2 separate regions of the Xenopus laevis genome follow, and region 2 is linked to region 1. A link is a contact called in public Hi-C data. All regions are on one chromosome and are shown on one strand. The core of a region is the stretch at or near the end of the contact, and the rest is flanking DNA. Distances in the headings are between cores, read along the strand shown. Region 1 has its middle 34 kb from the start of col1a2.L. Region 2 holds the start of col1a2.L (collagen type I alpha 2 L homeolog).

Region 1 (6,701 bases), core at 605-3,104:
TATATATATATATATATATATATATATATATATATATAAATAAAACTGGAGTGCTGGTCCATTCTGCACATTATAATTTGACCTAGCACTATTGAATAGTTAGCAACCAGTGAATAGTTTGCTTTCGTTGTTCACCCTGCAGATGGCTGAAGAAAGCTAATCACAAATTGGTTGCCTAGGTGCAAATTTGCCAGTCTTTATATATGATCTTCATAATCACTGGGGGTGGCAAATGTTAGGAACCCCCAGTGATTATAATCACTTACCTGATACACTGTGCTAGGGCTCCTTTTAGCAGAAAACTCCACCGGCCTGGGGTTTGGGACAAAGGCAAATTTTAAGCAAAAAGCAATCTTATTTACTCTACTGCTCACACTTCAGCCCCCAGCAGAAGGAAGAAGAAGCAGAATGAAAAGATACACTGGGCTGGTGCAGTTTTCCGTGATATCAAATAACACTTAGTACCCCCTCAGGGATTTAATGGGGTGGTGCTTTAAGTTAACTTTTAGTATGTTATAGAATGGCTAATCCTAAGCAACTTTCCAATTTGGCCTTTTTTATAGGTTTTTTTATTAGTTACCTTCTTCTTCCTTCCTCATACTAAAAGTTAATTTAAAGATGAACAAGCCCTTTCATTTCTTATTGGAAGAGATGTGTATTTGAACAATATCCATTTCTTTTTTTTACTCTCTTCTGTTCCCTTTAATGGAAAAAAATTATAAAAAAAAAAGATAACATTGTAATATCTGGTACTAATTTTGACTTATGCCTGTTGCCTATTTTCCCTTTTTCCCTATGTTTTTTCCCCCTGATGTCATTGGGTGTGGCACATGTTTTTCCTCAATAAGAGTAGCGTTCCAGATGTAGAAGTGAGCGCCAGTGTTGCCGGCACAGAAGATATGTGGGTAGAGGCCATGGAGGTTACATTGAGCAGCTCTACCCCTCAGTACAAGGCTTTATCATTATTATTATTATTTTATTATTATAAATGCTTTACTGGACCTGATAACTGATCTGTATAATTAGCATGTTCCACTTGCAAGGTATCTGAGGGTCTGAGAAAGAAACACTATGTATTAAGTAACCCAGTCTGAGACGCTAGCCTTAACTTTGCAGTGACCATTTACTAAGTATAGGGAGGAAAGGGTCACCTATAAAGCACTTTTGTTGTTTCAGTATCCCCCAGCTGCTTTACTCTCTCACATATATACACAATTAGAACACTAGAGGGTTCCTGTGAACTAGTTTTGCTCTCATGGTGTGATTTATCTGGCCAGCACAATTGCAGACTGGAAAAGACAAACAAATCTTGGCAACAGAGCATTAACTCCCAAAACCACATACAAAAAAAAGAACTAAAAGAAGGCAAGGAAAACGGGTGTCTGTCTTTAAAAAGAAATTTCTACGTGGCATTTCTCGTCTCTACGTATAGAATATAGTCTTGGCCAAACTCCATAGTTTTAAGGGTTCTAAGAGGAAATTTTAATAAAAAACTAATTTTGTCATACCCTTGTTACTTTAGAATAATTATTCGTTAACAGGGATTAATAAACTAGCTGCCATAGAGGTTTCCTCACTAGGTCAGTCAGATAGTGTCCCCCAAGCTCTTGTTGGAATACAGGCAAACAATAGAGGTGCAAAGGATGCAGGGAGTCGTGACGTTCCTGAGATACTGTTTGGGTTAAAGCACACTGGCATGTCGTGGCTCTGGAAGGATCAGCGAACACTAAAAAGAGAGGTTTTATTAGGTTTGTTCTATAACAGGAGCATAATTGAAACATCAGCACTGTGTTTGGAGCAAACTTTAGAAAGCTAAAGCCAACAGTGAAGACACTGCCTTTGTCTGATTTTAGGTTCCCTTTACCCTGATGCTCAGCATTCTGCCTGCTTTGTTCATGTATGTCCTGCCCTGGGGCTTATATATAGAGAAGCCAAAAATACTGTAGTTGTTGGGGGGAGGGGTGGTAAGAACTTCCACCTCCATACATCATGCAATCCCCTATTTGAACCCCCCATGTCCTGTGGGTGTGGGTTGTGTGGAGGCATCCATAGTCACCGCTTTGATTACTGTAGTGAGACATACCTCCCAACATTAGAAAATAGAAAGAGGGACAAAAAGATTTGCGAATCTTTGCAATTTTTTTTGACCACGCCCATTTTATGTCCACACACCTCTAAATACCACATCTATTTTACAAAATTTGGCAGCTTGTGGAAAGTTTGAACACATTTCTGGGGGTTTTAGGGTCAGGTTTTATGTGTTATTACAGTTTTGCTAATGAAGGTGAGTTGCCTTTTAAGCTGCACGTCATGTTTCCCCAAGAGACCTGCTTATCTTAAATAGTTACAAGTGTATCTTTGCTAATCTTAAATTGTTACAAATGTTTCTAAGGTTATGGGCACACAGTGTCAGTGTCATATTTTTTGCAGACTGAGAGAAGCAGAATTTGCTCAGTGCCCCTGTTCCATTGATTTGAATCCGATCAGCCTGTGTGCGGTCCTACACTGCGGACAGTGTGTGTTCCATTGAATTCAATCAATGGAGCAATCTGCTTCTCTCAGCCTGCAAAAATACACAGGCTAACAAGTCATTGAGAACAGCCTGTGTGCTAGAGATGTGCGGGCCGACCCGAGGCCCGCGGGACCCGCAGGTCGGACGGGTTCGGGCCGGCCCCTGGACACACCCCTAATTACCATGTCCATTTTACAGTAGTTGGCAGGTTATGAAAGTTTGAACACATTTCTGGGAGTTTTAGGGACATGTTTTATGTTTTTATGTTTTACAATTTTGCTAATGAAGGTGGAATTGCCCTTTAAGTCAAGTTTAAGTTTGAGTCACATTTCTCCCAAGAGACATGCTTATCTTAAATATTTACAATTGTATCTTTGCGTATCTCAAATAGTTACAAATGTATCTAAATGCAGGTGCTGAGTGTTGTGGGCTCTCTGACAAAAAGCCTCTTATTTAATAAATCTCAGAAACTTTGTATCTTTTTCTGTGACGTCAGTGCAGCAGATCAAACAGAAACTCGGGATATTTCAGTAAAAAACCTGGGAAACGGGCTGACCTGTCAAAACGGGGAGGTATGAAACAGTGTGGGACCTATTATCCAGAATGCTCAATACCTGGGGGTTTTTCAGATAACGGATTTTTCCTAAGTCTAAAAAATCATTTAAACATTAAATAAACTCAATAGGCTGGTTTTCCTTCCAACAAGGTACTGGTTTACTTTTACAGAGAAAAAGAAAATCTTTAAAAAATTTTAATTATTTGGATAAAATGGAGTTTGTGGGAGATAGCCTTTCTGTAATTTGGAGCTTTCTGGATAATGGGTTTCCAGATAATGGATCCCATATCTGTAATAAGAATATGGATGTCATGAATAGTACAGGCGCATGGATAAACTGATGGTGATGTTCTATGACATATTACAATCAATCCTTTTGGTTCCAATTGAGACAAACATTTCAGTATCTAACTCTAGGACTGTCGCTTGGTGTTGCCACGACCACACTTTTGTTGCAATTTAACTAAATACAACGTGATGAATTGTGATCAGGCATCAGTAGGATTTTAGGTCAACTTAAATTGAAATTAAATTCCCAAGCATTGCACCCATAACTGGGGTTCCCTCTTACAGGGGAGCACGACTGTATTAAGAATGGTCAGTGGGGCAGAAGGGAGGCCTCTGCAGGGGACCATGGTCATGTAAATGGGTTTAGTTCTCCTTTACATCTGTGCCCTTAGCGGCAGTGATCCCCAACCAGTAGCTTGTGAGCAACATGTTGCTCTCCAACCCCTTGGATGTTGCTCCTAATGGTCTCAAAGCAGGAGCTTATTTTTGAATTCCTGGCTTGGAGGCAAGATTTGGTTGTATAAAAACCAGATGTACTGCCAAACTTAACCTCCTGTAGGCTGCCAGTCCACATAGGGGCTACCAGTAGCCAATCACAACCCTTATTTGGTTCCATCCAGGAACATTTTTCATGCTTATGTTGCTCCCCAACTCTTTTTACATCCGAATGTTGCTCATGGGTGAAAAAGGTTGGGGATCCCTTGCTTAGCCATACTGGGCAACACTGGGACAACTTTTCTGGGTTCATAAACAAATGTTTTTCAGTTTGGCTTCACTTTTGGTTTGGTATTTGGCCAAATCATTTGTAGAGGATTCAGATGAATCTAAAAAATATGAATTTGGTGCTAACATTTTGCCACTGCAACTATTTAAGTAAAGGAGCCACTTACCGATCATGATGTGGAATTTAGTTACATAGCCAAAATCTGCAGCTTGGGGAGTCAAAGCCATGGCACACACTGATGTCTGTTTCAATCATCTTATTCACAGACCATTGGGTACAAGGCAACTTCCGGTATAAAATTAGGGCTGGTCTAACCTAGACAAGAGGCAGTGGTGTAACTTTTGGGGCTCATGGCCCCCCGCAAAAATGTTATCTGCTCCTCCACCCAGCCTTGGCAATTTCAAGTGCTCCCCTACAGGCCCCGAAACAGAGGATACAAACCTGCCACTCCCACAAAAGGTAAAAGGACACTCTTGCACAACATTACCCAAAAAATCAATGCACCTAATACACCACACAGCACTGTCTGATCTCCAGGCATCGTGGTGTAAGAAAACGGCCTATTTATCAATTATAAATATATGTTTAAACAATATATGCAAATATGATCTCTGTGTAGAAGATCATTTGTGGAACAAGAAAAGCATATGGAATTTATGTACTTGTGGCAGACACATCTAAGGCAATGACTACACAGGGAAAAAATCTCTGCTTGGGAGAAATATCATGGTGCTGGCGCAGGAATGTGCTGGTGTGGGAGCGTGCGGCCAGTGTGCTCATAATTCAAATATAAAATCATCTAATGTACTTGCTGTAAGAAAAGTAAGTTAGATATAGTGAACACAAGGAAATCACGAGCAAGTCCAAAATAGGATACAGTGAAACCTCAGTTTTACATCCCCCTAGTACCCCTAGATGTGCCACAATGAATATATAACTGCAGCTTTGTCACAAGAGATTTTCAGGAGTCACCCTGTATCAGGTCCTCCCACAGTAACAGCTCGGTCTCCCCATCCCAATAATTTGCATCTGGACAATGAAACAAAAAAGCCTAAACCTCACCCAAAAATATAACTCTAATTCAGGCGGCAGTGGCCAGACTTCTGCCACATCTAATTTATGCTGTAGCACTAAACTGCTTTATGACAAAGTCTAAATGAAGATGATGAGACAGTCAATAAAAATACGTTTTGATGTTTAGATCTGATTTGCATTTCAAAAAGAGACCAACCATAAATCTTGCGTAAAAAGGCCATGAAATTGATTGGCAGTGAAAGAGTTAACACGGCGCAGATGATTTCATCGGGTGGAAATCTGAACTGCTGGAAATCATTTTTGTATGGTTTTAAATGTATAAATGTGACCTTTTTATAAAATACTTAGAGAATTGTCTATAGCGCAATTGTTTGTCATTATTTACCTATTAGAAACCGTTCATTAAAAATAGGTTTCACGGATGAAAATAAATGTGTATTTTTGTTCCTGCTTTAATGCGTCCTCAGGAAAAAAATGTGTTCCCTAATGACTTAAAGCTGTTTTTCCTTGTATGTAGTTGACTTGGCAGTGTTTCCAGACATAATGTTGGAATCATTTACTTTTGCTTACAAAAAAAAAAGGCAAAATCCTAGAGCAGGCGGATTTCATGCTGTCTGCAGCCCCTGAAACAAGATGTCCTCTGAGCAGGATTTAAAGGACAACTACATATAAAATATCAATGTATATCCTGAAAAAAGTATATGGCAACTTAAATCTATGGTCTTCCCATTATGCAGTTACTCAGTGACCCTCCTCCCCAAACTACCCCTACCAACCAAAAACAGGACACACCTAATCAGCGCAGACACAAACTGGATGTAAACATTTTTAAACTGGTTACTGGAGCAAACATCACCAAAAGCTGAGACTATAACAAGCATTGTACCACAGTATCTTTAGAAATTCTTCTTCCTCAATAGGAGGGGAGGAATTGTTACATGAAGGGAAGGGTAGCTATTAAAGGGATACTGTCATAGGAAAACATGTTTTTTTTCAAAACACATCAGTTAATAGTGCTGCATCCATTTTTCAATAGAGCAAACTGATTTTTTTATATTTAATTTTGAAATCTGATATAGGGCTAGACATATTATCAGTTTCCCAGGAGCCCTCAATCATGTGACTTGTGCTCTGATAAACTTCGGTCACTCTTTACTGCTTTACTGAAAGTTGGAGTCATATCACCCCTCCGTTCCCTCCTCCAGCAGCCCATCAGCAGAACAATGGGAAGGTAACAGCTCCCTGGTAGATATAAGAACTGCACTCAATAGTAAAATCCATGTCCCACTGCGACACCTTCAGTTACATTGAGTAGGAAAAACAATAGCCTGCCAGAAAGCAGTTCCATAGTGCAGCACTGGCTCTTTCTGAAAGCACATCGCCAGGTAAAATGACTTGAGATGGCTGCCTACATTAAACTAAAAAAAAATACACTTATTGGTTCAGGAATTACATTTTATATGGTAGAGTGAATTACAGTTAGGTCCATAAATCTTTCTAATTTTAAATGAAACAACTCAGATGCAGTTGAACTGCAGACTTTCAGCTTTAATTCAGTGGGTTGAACAAAAAGATTGCATAAAAAT
Region 2 (6,858 bases), core at 1,084-3,583, 35 kb after region 1:
GTCCATTTCTTGCATTCGCAAAAATCAACATTGCAATGAATTGAATTCTGAAAGACTTTGCATAACTTTTTGTAGGTAAAGACATATTTGGTTTATCATAACTTTAAAACATTGTATTGTATTTGGATGTCCAAGCTGCACCCCTCAGGCTGCAATTCAGCAAAAACTGGTGGGCCACCAATGGGGCTTTCCTGTGCTGATGTGTATTCCTGTGCTGATGAAATATGTAAATTGTTGTACAGTACGTATTGTCCTTGGTGTTTGAATTAAAGCTTTTTTTTTTTTTTACAAGAACACCCTCTGATGCTCTGGGCACAGGGACATTGCAGCCTGTGCCCACCTATAGAAACCAATCAGCAGGTAGCATTTACTGGTCATCTGTTTAAAAGCAAATATATATGAGTTTACTGAACCCAAAATGTTATGCCTCAGACCAGTCCAGTCAATGTTTTTTAAACTTTTCCCCATTGAAATGAACTGGTTAGTGCTGCTCACTATGTGCAGGGTATTTGCCCTTAAATGGATGCCCTAAAGACCTCCCTAAAGAACTTCTGAAATTTTTATTTTTCGGGGTAGTAGATAAATTCAAGCGACTCTAAAATAAGGAATCCACGAAGCAGGGGTGGAACAATGGTAATTCAACATGGACAGTACTCAGTGAGTAAGGAGCAGCCACGTCCTCTGTGCTCGGGGTTTTGCTGCAATGGGGGAGACATGTTGGAGCAGGTCTGTGTCTGGGCCGGAATGTGTGTCTGACAGTGGGGAGAAATATGAATATAGCTGGAGGGGGCTGCCTCATTCCCCAGCTGCACAGCCATGCCTCCCCCCTCTGCATCTCACTTAAAGGAAAGAGGGGAGGCTGGAGGTCTTCTCTCACACACCCATTACTGTAACACAATAGCTTCCCATTGTCCTGTCATGATCACTGTGTTCTCATGGACATGGGAAATGTTCAAGAGTTCTGGGGCTCCTCACTGCTCCCCAACTTCTCTCACTTTTCTCCAGAGACAGAGCCCAATCCCGTGAATCCATTATACTCCTCTCCTTCCCCTCTGTACAAAAGCTGCTCTGGAAAATCTCATCGCACAGCTGGTATTGTGGGATGTGGGGGGGGGGGTTGTATGACTGAAACAGGCAGCGCAGCAATGTGTTTGGGAGAATGGAAAGAATTAAAGCTGTAACTTTGTGGGGCTGTGTCTTCGTATTTACATGTGTGTGGCTGTGTGTTCATATGTGAGTGTGTGTGGCTGTGTGTTCATATGTTCATTTGTGGGGCTGTGTGTTTGTATGTATGTTTGTGGGGCTGTGTGTTCGTGTGTGTGCATGTGTGTGTGGCTGTGTGTTCGTATGTTCATTTGTGGGACTATGTGTTATGTGTACATGCGTGTGTGGCTGTGTGTTAGTATGTACATTTGAGGGGCTGTGCGTTCGAGTGTGTACATGTGTGTGTGGCTGTGTGTTCGTATGTTCATTTGTGGGACTGTGTGTTATGTGTACATGTGTGTGTGGCTGTGTGTTTGTATGTACATTTGTGGGGCTGTGCATTCGAGTGTGTACATGTGTGTGTGGCTGTGTGTTTGTATGTACATTTGTGGGCCTGTGCGTTCGAGTGTGTACATGTGTGTGTGGCTGTGTGTTGGTATGTACATGTGTGGGGTGTGTAGGGCTGTGTGTTTGAATGTAAACTTTTGGGGCTGTGTATATATATATACATGTGTGGGGTGTGTGGGCTGTGTGTTGGTATGTATGTGTGGGGCAATGTGTTTATATGTACCTGTGCATGTGTGGGGCTGCCTTAGTTGGTGTAAGGAGAGGTAGACAGTGGGGTTGCCACCTTTTCTAGAAAAACATGTCTTCTATGCCTCCTTATATTCGTCCTCCTTATAAATAACATTGGCATCAAGCAGCATTTTTACAGGCCAGGGTGATACAATAGCTGTCAGGTGTAACTCAACAAGACAGGTAACCTGCAGCAGGTAGGACCCAGATAACTCCAGCAATGAGCCCACCAGCACCACCCCAAGCACAGCAATGTAGCTTGGGGAGAACCACTTTGGGAAGGGGGGAAAGAGACAGTTATTTTTTTGACTGGTGTCCACGTCTTCAGAAGAATGGAACTAATTTAACAACAGCGCTTCGTCATCACTTCCCTTGTCCTGCCAGCATCAAGCTGAGGAGATGGGGAGAACAAGACCTCCCGCCAAGGGTGCGGGTGGGCGGAGCTGCGGGCGAATGCGCTCTGCCATTGGCTGGGAGGCTCCCGATGACTCGCTGCAGAGGGAACCTCCTGCCGAATAAATGGGTGCAGACTGTTTCATGCGATTAGAGTCGCGGGCGGCGGGTTTGCTGAAGTTTGGAATTACCCGTTAAGAAGTGTATGAAAGCACAGCGCAAGCCTTAAGAACCACAAGGAGTCTGCATGACTAGCCGCTAGCCATGCTCAGCTTTGTGGATATGCGGACTGTGCTGCTACTCGCAGTCACCCTATACCTAGCAACATGCCAATGTAAGTGCCCGCTGTATGTATGTATGTATGTATGTATATGTATGTATTAATGTATGTATATTTATGTATGTATGTATATGTATGTATTAATGTATGTTGCCTATACAATAATGTATCCCAAATAATTACTCGCTAAAGTGCTGTCTGGGTGTCCAGCTGCACCTCCCACCAGTGTTTTCTGGGAGTTATAGTCCAACATTAGCTAATAAAACCCATTAGTGGGTAGGGGAGTAGGTGGGTGTATGGCCCTAGTTTGGGCAGTAGGGTGTCAGCTCAGGGCAGTGGGAGATGCAGCTGGGACGTTATTGATGTCAAACCCCAGGGATGCACAGAACAAAAGTTTTTGGTACTTGGCTCCTCTTGGAAGTCAGGGCGTTGCACTTGCATTGTCTCTGCCTCAAGCCATAGAGCGGGCGCCCTCTTGTGTCTCTTACACGACACTGCACTGGGACCTTGCGCTGATGCTTCTTGTTCCATATATGGACACATCAGAGTGGCTTTTCTTTTTTTAATATCGGATGTTTGATCAAATGACTCCACTGAGACTTCTTTTTCTATAATAACACACGTACATGGATGGCCTTGATTCGTGTGTTTTTTTTTTACATATCCCTGCAAAATACAAACAAGATACAAGGAAAAACAGAAATGATTGGCAGAGAGAGAGAGAAAAAAAGTAGTAGAGATGTTTAGAGAGGCTGCTGGGTAGAAAAGCTAACAGCCCAGAATGATTTTTCTATTAAATTACTATATTTATAATATATAACCCCCATGGATTCCAAATGTTTTTCAACTTAACTTAACTTAAATCACTATATTTATAATATATAATATGTTTTTGAAATGTTTTTCAACTTAACATAACTTAACTGTCAGTGTTAAGTTATCATATCTGTGCCATTAGATGGGACCTCTGCTACTCCCCCCCCAATTTTCTGCCTTGTTCTTTTATAGAGGCTTATGTCCTCTTTTATAGAGGTCTGTGTCCAGTCTCACCCACTATGTAATATACAGAAATTTACATTATACTTAGAGTGTCTTTAAATGACAATGTACAGGGACAACCCAATGCTGTAGCTCTTAATGGGCATTTTGCCAGACATATCTTTACCCCCTGCTAAACTGCCAGGTGGGCTAGCGTTGCAATGACCATGGAGATTGGCTGCGCCCACTGGTGGCCAAATCTCATAATAACATTGAGTTTTCCTTAAAGGGGGTTGTTCACCTACAAATAACTAGTTGTTTTCAAATAGATCACCAGAAATAACGACTTTTTCTAATTACTTTCTATTTTCTATGTGTCACCGTTTTTCTAATTTTGAATTGTAAAGTGTCATTTTTCCCCTTCTAAAGCAGCTCTGGCAAAGGGAGTCGCCGACCCTGTAAACTGTTCTTAACTGATACATTTAGTGGATACATTTCTTGTCTTTGTCCCTGCTGAGCAGAATCTCTGGGTTTCATTACAGAATTGATACAATAGTGGCAAATACTCCAGAGATGCTGCTGAGAAATGTATCAACTACATGTTGCCAAATTGTAACAGTTCAGAGTCTGCACCTGAATTACTGAGCTGCCAGATTCAAACACCAGAGACAGGAACATTCAACTTTAAACTTACATTTTGGAAAAACAGTAAAAAATAAATAATGGGAAGTAATTGAAAAAAGTCTTTATTTCTGGGGAACAATCTGAAAACAACTGAACTAAAAAAAAAGTGTTTGGAAGGTGAACAACCTCTTTAATAATAAGTTTCCGTTTGCCATTAGAAACATTTGTACAAATGATGCCACTTTTTGATTTTTTGTGATTAATTATTGTAGTGGAAATTAAAGTAGTGTAATTTCACTACTCCATTTAAGTACAGGTCCCATAAAAGGGTATTCATTCCTTCTGGTTGCTGGCAGATTCTTATTTAAAGCCCACTGCATTATTAAATATATCAATGAATTTATGTAGTGCAAATAGAACAGCAATAATCACTGATAAGTGCAAGTACAGTTTGCATTAAGGCAGTAACGCGTCAGGCTGTAGACTGTGGGCTTAGTATATTTTAATCATGTTATAATTATAATTGTAATATTTTGCAGTGCGGAATGTTTTTGTGATTTTCATAGTAACTCATAGAAACCAATCACCTATTAGCTGTGGTCAGCCCAGTGATGCTAGGCTAATAAAAGCAAACTTCTGATTGGTTCTAGCAAGGTGTATTGGCTACATAATCCAGCAACATGTTGCTGAGTTTCGGGCAGCCCAGGGGTTACGCTGCTTACAATATCCAATGTCTTTGTTGCTGTTGAACCAATATAGACTAACAGCAAGTGTCCTTTAAAGAATGCTGGGAGTTGTAGTGCACAGTGGAAGCCAGGACAGACTACAGTACAGATCTGAGGAATATAACCATAGCAAAATAACATTTTAGCCTTTAATATAAATATCATGATCACGGAATGATTACATTTATATTTTAATTTGGGGATCATATACTCATTTTATTTCTTTTTTTTTCTTCTTCTTCCTATTTTTGTGGCTTCCTCCTCTCCAGCTGTAAATGAGGTCAGTATATTTTCATTCTTTTTTACCCACTTTGCCTGGCCCGCTTTCCTGCAATTGCGTTTATTTACCTAGTGTAACTGAATGAGTGTGTTATTGTAAGGACTTATCCTGTTAGCAGACTCCATGCGGCATGAGCCCACCCAGACTTCCTGAGTGGGCCGGCTTTCCATGTGGGGCTTCCCTCATAAGGGGGTCAACATGGCAAAGTCACATATTCCTGATGGGAAATCTGGGAACCAAGTTCTGTTCAGCACAGAGTGGACTGTACTATGAGAAAATAAGGGAAATGTGGATTATTACTGCCTATGGATAATCTCAGGGCTGGATAAATCCCGATCGGCCGAAATGGATTTTATTCCTGAAATTGAGGACACTGATATATATATATATATATATATATATATATATATATATATATATATATATATATATGTATTTCTTCCCATTGAATGGGTTTCCAGATTGCTCACTTTGGAATGATAAGATAGACATTCTTGGAAAAATCTGCTTGCAGAGACATTAAGCAATAGATGCAATGCAATGCCTGTGTTATGTAATGGAAACCATGTGTCAGTACAGAGCAATGTCTGTGGAATTTATTAATTTTAGATTTTTTTTTTCTTTGTGTTTCTGTTCCATAGGTTCAGAGGGTAAGAACTTCTTGTGTTTGTGTTCTGTACTAAAGCGTGCATGCTGGAATCTGATTACTAATGTGTACTAGTGGACTTTTTAGGGTGGTGGGTGGTAGTGGTAGCAATATGCACATCACAGAGTAATATAGATTACTCAGACCTCTAGATGTCGCTGAGCTGTAGTTCAGCAATAACCGGAGGGCTGGGAATCTCTAATACTGAAGGTTGGAAGTTTCCATTCTATGCAAAGGAATGTTGATTCCTCTCTAGTTAGTATGTATGGTAGGAATAGGAATGCTAAGCAGGGAAATATTACAAGACATGGAGTTTGCCATGGTGTAATGTCACCAGTACCCGTCAGGGGTAACTCATGTACTAGGAGCTGCTTTAAGGCTGCCTGTTTAGCTACAGAGCAAAAGAATCATACTGGGGCTAAAAGCAGCCCTTCTCAATTGCAAGGCATGCACTGTGTACCTTCTTATAAGAGAAGATATTCTCATGTTTTATGCTATACACATGTAGATTTCTTCAACCTGTACTAGGAATATACCAAGCACCCCTGCCTCTTCTGGTGGCATGTCTTCCATATATGTTATTGATAATACAGGGCAAGGTTTATACCTGTGGCCCTACATATATTACAGAACTACAGCTTCCAGTAGCCTTTATCCATTGAGGAATTTTTGATTGTAGTTCTGCAACATCTGGAGGGCCCAAGCTTGTCTAAGATTCTACTTCTTACATAGTACTAGCAAATTCAAGTAGGTCGCACTTGTAGTTTTCTATCTGTTTGGAACCACAACTAACATTACCCTTCATGGCTGATTTCTAATTCTACACCAGCTGGAGGGTCACAGGATCATCACAGGGAGAAACCCTATGGAAATGGATTAGTATATCCACCAAAGAGTATCTCCAAATCTATTTGGTTACATATGAAGACCTGTTGTTCATAATGCTGGAGTAGATCTAAGCCAAGAGAGAGAGAGAGACAAGTCTAGTAAAGAGAAAGGCAACTCTAAATAAGTTAAGAGAACAATGTTAGACAAGACATGCAAAGCGAGAGTCAACTCTAGATGTGACTTGCTAAGGGAGAGTGAAGACTAGCTGAAACAAAGACAACATTAGGTAAACTGAGCTAGGGATATAGCATTTGACTGTAGGTGA

Evidence for each region. A called contact is a pair of places that touch in the nucleus more often than the background predicts.
Region 2: a Hi-C map of animal cap shows a contact between it and region 1, with 4 times the contacts expected there. The contact joins the promoter of col1a2.L here to the enhancer-like site in region 1. A contact is called at or near these places in 3 of 4 Hi-C or Micro-C datasets (the XL177 cell line, the XTC cell line and animal cap).

The regions. Positions count from the first base shown.
Region 1 is chr6L:32,742,182-32,748,882 of Xenopus_laevis_v10.1, forward strand. No RefSeq gene overlaps it. Among protein-coding and RNA genes, the nearest start is that of col1a2.L, 34 kb to the right of the region's middle. Within about 2 kb of position 1,855, at least 1 of the 7 cell types and tissues checked has an H3K27ac peak or open chromatin away from gene starts, as enhancers often do.
Region 2 is chr6L:32,776,830-32,783,687 of Xenopus_laevis_v10.1, forward strand. It overlaps col1a2.L (collagen type I alpha 2 L homeolog), which reads left to right and starts at 2,334. Exons shown (of 51, transcript NM_001087258.1): 1 at 2,334-2,506; 2 at 5,049-5,059; 3 at 5,701-5,709. The coding sequence starts at 2,437.